2 separate regions of the Mus musculus genome follow, and region 2 is linked to region 1. The links are chromatin contacts, called in public HiCAR-type maps. All regions are on one chromosome and are shown on one strand. The core of a region is the stretch at or near the end of the contact, and the rest is flanking DNA. Distances in the headings are between cores, read along the strand shown. Region 1 overlaps Iqgap2 (IQ motif containing GTPase activating protein 2). Region 2 overlaps Sv2c (synaptic vesicle glycoprotein 2c).

Evidence for each region. HiCAR-type assays count read pairs that join an accessible place to other places.
Region 2: a contact with region 1 is called in a HiCAR-type map of fibro-adipogenic progenitors, with 4 times the contacts expected there. The contact joins two enhancer-like sites. A contact is called at or near these places in 24 of 484 Hi-C or Micro-C datasets (B cells, B-cell progenitors, CD8 T cells and 17 more), 6 of 115 datasets of contacts at active chromatin or transcription factors (the HPC-7 cell line, SST interneurons, bone marrow-derived macrophages and 3 more) and 1 of 9 other capture datasets (embryonic stem cells).

The regions. Positions count from the first base shown.
Region 1 is chr13:95,793,073-95,796,053 of GRCm38.p6, reverse strand. All of the region lies in intron 2 of Iqgap2 (IQ motif containing GTPase activating protein 2), which reads left to right. Among named protein-coding and RNA genes, the nearest start is that of Gm32702, 31 kb to the right of the region's middle. Within about 2 kb of position 1,548, at least 22 of the 459 cell types and tissues checked have an H3K27ac peak or open chromatin away from gene starts, as enhancers often do. A contact at or near this core is called in fibro-adipogenic progenitors and muscle stem cells, where this site is marked.
Region 2 is chr13:95,960,105-95,963,191 of GRCm38.p6, reverse strand. Sv2c (synaptic vesicle glycoprotein 2c) reads left to right here. Exons shown (of 13, transcript NM_029210.1): 13 at 1,729-3,087. The coding sequence ends at 1,912. Among named protein-coding and RNA genes, the nearest start is that of Gm24032, 65 kb to the right of the region's middle. Within about 2 kb of position 1,706, at least 126 of the 459 cell types and tissues checked have an H3K27ac peak or open chromatin away from gene starts, as enhancers often do. A contact at or near this core is called in fibro-adipogenic progenitors and muscle stem cells, where this site is marked.

The sequences.
Region 1 (2,981 bases), core at 299-2,798:
GAGCCGTTCCATGCATTTGTGTGCAGTTGGCTTTTAAAAATGGATATTGCTTTCTATTTCTACAGAATAACTATCTAGGTATGACTTCTGGGTCATAGGGAAAGTCTGTGACTCCTGTTGACAGGAGCTTGTCTAACCTTTTTCTGGGATGACCACCTCCTGGCTGTCTTGCACTTCGATTCACTGGATGTCTGCAGGTGTTCCATGTGTGTTTGTCTGCGTGGTTCCGGCAGATGTGTGGTTGCAGCCAGGAGAGCTTGTTGGTGCATTTCCTCTGTGGCAGATCTTTCCATGTGCACGCCCTGTAGGGGTCTGAAACACTTTGCTCATTTTTAAAGAAAGCCTAGATTCTCTGTTGTTGACCTTTGTGGTTCTCCAAATCTTTAAATATGGGTCCTTTGTTGGGAGTAAATGTCTTGAGTTTTTGGTGAAGTCCAGTTTGTCAACTATCTCCCCCCCCCCCTTTATGGCTTGGATTTTGTTGTCATATCTAAAATCTATTTGCCTGGTCCGAGGTCTGGAGATTCCATGTCAATCTCTAACAGCTTTGGTAGCCTTATGCTTCACTCTGATACCAGCTTGAGTTACTTTATTTTGATTTTATTTTGGAGACCGAGGTTTGCTATGTAGCCCTGGCTGGACTTGAACTCCTAATTCTCCTGCCTCAGCTTCCCAAGCACTAGGATTACAGGGGTGCGCTGTCACAGCTGGCGAGTTATCGCACAGCTGGCGAGTTATTTTTTTGGATATAACTTAAGGCAGCACCTGAGGTTCGTTGGTTTCACGCGTGGACTTTTAACTGTGCCAGCACATGGTTGGAAAGGCTGGCCTTTCTTCCCGGAGTTGTTTTAATATCTTTGCAAAAACTCAGTTGACTGTGTCTGGACTCTATCCCTTCTGGTTGATCTGGGTTTCTCACCAATGCTATGCTAAGTCGTAAAATTAAGTGATATGCTCATTAACTTAAAAAAAAATCTTTTCTGTTGGTTTGTCTTTCTATGATGTCTTCTGTACCCTCTAAAGAATTCCACTAAGAGTTTGACTGCTATCAGGTTAAATCCACGGGTCAATTGGAAGGGAACTGATGTCTTAACTGCTGAATCTCACAGTTCATAAACTGGTGGCTCTGTCGTTGACCTCAGCTGTCTGGGAACGAGCATTTTTTATTTCCTAACAAAAATGTTTGTGAAGAACTAATATGAGGTCTTCTTTTCTTCTCACCTTTCACTGTGTCAGCGTTACTAAGAAAGTCACACATTTCCTGTCTGGGACCTTAGTGACCATGTAATAGCACTTCCATTGATCAAGGCCAGCTCCCCATAAAACACAATTCACATCACTGTTTCTGATCTTCCTCCTCCTTATTTACAGCTACGGAGTCTGTGTTTGGTGAAAGGCAGGCAAAATCTAATTTGTAACGGCTAGAACTCGTTGTCCACTTAAACAATAGAGAACTGAGTCACAAATTCTGTCTTCATAAAACTCCTCCATACTTTGGAAAATGACTCATTTTTAGGCAGCGTCTGCTGTCACTGCTTGCCAGGAAGTGATCTAACTTGGATAAGTTTGAAGGTTTGTAGAAGTTGTGCAGCCCCTGTAGAGAGGCATTCTGAGCTGGCATCCATTGTGTGCTCGTGTGTATGTGTGTGTGTGTGTGCGCGCACCAGGCATGTCGGTCCATCAGCACACATCACTGTAGCATTTTGGAATGTTCTAGTTCCGTTGGTCTCAAATGTTAGCTGCTTTAAAAATCCCCTGGAAAACATAGGCTTCTGTGGACTATTCCCAGAACGTACGATTCCTTAGGTCTGAGATGGGTCTACAACTTCCTATTTCTAGCAGTCCAAAGAGGTTGCTGGTTGGAGGTTACTTGAAGGCTCTCTCTTATAAGGTCTCTGTTCATGCCCTGATAAGAATCAATAATCTTAAAGTCCGTAGTCTTTCTAAAACTTTCTGTGTTTACAGTGAACCATCCATGCAGGTAATGAGGTAGTGTGGATTTGTTCTCAGGTTCCCACAGGCAAGCAGGAGCCCTCCTCTAGGGAACCCCACTCATCATCCAAGCAAATGGAGGAAAGGAAGCTAGGTCACATTGCTTTCTGCAACCTTCTCGCATGTAACTGGGATGGAGCAGGACCTTGGACATTCAGTAGCTTATTATTCTTATAAATCTGAGTCTCTTTTAACTCAAGAAGGTCCAAGATGCTTGAATTTCTTTAATGTGTGTGCGCTCAATTTTACAGAGCGAAAGATGACCTAACCTGGATGCAGGAAGCATTCAACCCTGAAAAGGGATCTGTGGTGTGGCTGTATAGGACTTGTTCTCAAATGCTTACCACTGGTAAAGCTGCCTCCTGCACAGCCTGCCAGCCTGAGTTTGACCTTTTTAACCCACAAGGTCAAAGGAGAGAACTGCCTTCTCCAAGTTGTCCCCTGACCTCTATCTGTATCCCATGGCACATATGAGGTGAGGTGTGCGTGTGTGTGTGTGTGTGTGTGTGTGTGTGTGTGTGTGTACACGTGTGCATGTGTGTGTGCGCACGTGCGCATGTGTGTGTGTGCACAGGTGACTGTGGAAGCCAGAAGAAGGTGTCTGAATTCCTGTAGCTAGAGTTACAGGCAGTTGTGAGCTGTCTGGGATGGATGCTGGGAACCAAATTAGGGTCCTCTAGAAGAACAGCAAGTGCTCCTAACTGTTAACCCATCTCCCTACCTCTTAATGAATCAATTTTTAAAATGTAGCAAAAATAAAACTCTTACACTGACCGAAAGATATATTCCTATGTGTCTTGAAGGAGCAGAAATTGCAGGGTAGGGTGAAAAGGTTAATAGTCAAGTAAATTTATGTTCTGTGTGCTGTGGATAGGCACTCAATAACCAATTCAGAAGATTCAGTTACTTGACCAATGAATCTGTTTACCTGGTGTCTTAGTTAGAGTTTCCATTGTTATGAAGAAACACCATGACCAAGACAATTCCTA
Region 2 (3,087 bases), core at 457-2,956, 170 kb before region 1:
TCTCTCAGCCCATGGCGACACTACATTAGCTCACCATGAACTAACTTGCTCGTTCATTCCTAATGCTGAACACCACTAATCTGAAAGGCCACATGCTTGTGAGTTTCAGACTGTAAAGCACTTTGGACGGCAAGTTTCTGGATGAAAGTATTCAACTAGGAATGGCTGTGCACACACTCCAAATTCTAACCTGAAACAGCTAAGGTCCCACAGGTTCCAGATCAGGCGTGCTCAGGCTGCATTTGTTCTCCACCCACTAGCAAAAACATACTTGGTACCTAAGAGGAGGACACACCTCTTGAAAATTCAGTTGACTTTAATTGTTTAAAAATCAAGCACGGACTGGAGCGATGGCTCAGTGGTTAAGAGCACTGACTGTCCTTCCAGACAACCTGAGTTCAATGAATTCACAGCCATCTGTAAGGGGATCTGATGTCCTCTTCTGGTGTGTCTGAAGACAGCAATAGTGTATTCATATAAATAAAGAAATAAGTAAGTAAGTAAGTAAGTAAATAAATAAATAAATAAATGTTTTTAAAATTGAGCACATTATACTGACCTGGCAGCAAATACCCTATAATCATAGTTCTCAAGAAGCTGAGACAGGAGGATTGTAAGTTAAGTGCTAACTGATTCCTGCAAGGTCTCTGATCTCCACATACACACTAGATGAATAAATGAGTATAAAAATAAAATCTAGGAATATTCATTTAGATAACTAATAAGAGGAAAATGAAAATAAAATAATCCTAAAGAAACCCATTGCCAAATCACTATCAATAGGGTAAAGCATTGGAAGGGACCTGGGTGGGTCCGGGTGTGCTGTTAAGAGATCACCCTGTGCAACAAACCTAAAGCAAGAGGTTTGGGGGTGGGGTAGCAAAAACAGTCTCAGAGTGGGGACATGAGACAGACAGACTGAGAGACAGTTAAAACGAGAGGGACAAAATGAGAGAGAGAAAGAGAGAGAGAGGGAGAGAGAGAGAGAACACACACACACCGTGATGTTGACAGATGCCCTTTAAAGGGTCTGTGTTGCATAGCAACTCTTAGCGGTGGTGGGAACTCTTAGCTATGGTCGAAATGCACAGCACTGGATGCTGACGTAAGTAAACTACAGGTGCTGAGTCGCTGAGAAGCAGGCTGATAGTGTCTGACAGACGGCAGTTGTATTTTATACTGGAACAAAATTTGAATTTCCTTATTTCCTCTATTTAAGAGGTGTCACCAAGATTCTGGACACTTATAAAACAAATAACAAGTCACTTTTGTAAAGACTTGAGAGCCTGCTAGATCGCCCAGTCCCACTCCCTGGACAGAGGAGGTGGCCCAGCTTCTCCCAAGCTAAGCAGAGGCTAGCTGACTCCTACGGAAAGAGGCTTTAAGCCTGCTTTTATCCTGAGAGGACTTACACGGAGTGAAATTAACTTTTACTTAGTAGAACCATCCTTCCAACACATTGGACCAAGAAAGAGCTTTTTTTTCTTCTTCTGTACCAAAATAAGAGTCAGTAGAGTCGTACGTACGTCATCAGGAGACCGGCCGCAGCAGTGACAGCTGGCTTCTCTGCCTCCGCGTTTGCTAACAAGCATTTTAATTATCTGCTTCACTAACATACGGCACAAACCACGTAAAGACCATCAGGGTGACTGCGCAGAACGTGTAAGTTTAAAGCTGGACTCCCGAGCATCATTTTCTAAACCTTGACTGTGTTTCTGTCCCTTGCAGAGCAACGGGCTTCGGCTTCTTGAACGCCCTCTGTAAAGCGGCGGCCGTCCTGGGAAACTTAATCTTCGGCTCCTTGGTCAGCATCACCAAAGCCATCCCCATCCTGCTGGCTTCCACTGTGCTCGTGTGTGGAGGACTCGTGGGGCTGCGCCTGCCCGACACACGAACCCAGGTTCTGATGTGACGTGACAAAAGCCATTCCCTTCCTCCCACCGTGGGTCGGTCGTATTGCCTGACTCAAAGCTTCAGAGTTTTAATGTATAGAAAGGTGGCCAAGTATCAGAACACAAACTTTTGCTGTGATGTAACGTGTAGCTGCGTATTGTCTTACCCCGCCAGTGTGATTTGCAGGGTTTCCCGCCCCCCCTCCCCCCGTGCACTGTTAGCTTTTCCTAACTGTGATGTTCCTGCTTCTCAGTGCCCAGTGGAAGTGTTCCTAAAATGTCTCAGTTGACCAGGCTTCCCCAAGGACTACATTCACCAAGAATCTAAAAAGTCTGTGCTGGTGTAAGAAATAGACCCTGCTGGCGACGCTCTACTAACAGGAAGTTTAAATTGGCATAATTTTGTGCTGAGGAAAGGGATTTCTTTTTCTTCTTTTTTCTTTCTCTCTTTCTTTCTCTCTCTTTCTTTCTTTCTTTCTTTCTTTCTTTCTTTCTTTCTTTCTTTCTTTCTTTCTTTCTTTCTTTCTTTCTTTCTTTCTTTCTTTCTTTCTTTCTTTCTTTCTTTTTCTCATACCGAGTGATACTTCCTGTTTTCTTAGAAAAAAGACAGCCTGCCAGCCACTCTAGCTGTTACAGCAGGGGGTTTCAAGACAATTGTGTGACACCAAGCACTTCTGGGCGGGGCTCTTTTGGGCAGGATGATTAGGGTGGTTTTGTTAACAAGAAAAGTTTAAAGTCTATCCCCACTTGGCAACGAAACCCTACCTGAGCAGCACAAGGCAGATTTTTAGATAGAAATTGGAATTCACAACCAAAGCCATTTGGGAAACACAGACGGGAGCCTCTCTTGTACGGTCCCTTGCGGGTCAACACCACCCACCCTCCTTTGATCAACTGTCCACTGTTACATTTTTAGCCCAAATCTCCACATCAGGTCATGTCCCTCCAGTGTCCCCAGGCTGTGGGCTCCTAGCCTTGTCTCTGGACAGTTTTTGAGCCTGCCTGCTCTCCCCAGCAACCCTCCGGCAGGCAGGACAGCATTTCCTGGTGGGTGAATATCTGTTTTACCTCTGGAATCTTCCTGAGCATGGAAGGAGGGAGGGGTCAGCAGGACGTTCCCACGGGCCAGCTGTCAGCTAAAGGACCTTCGAGTCTCTTGCCCGGTGCCCCTCCCCCAGGCCCATCCTTTTACGCG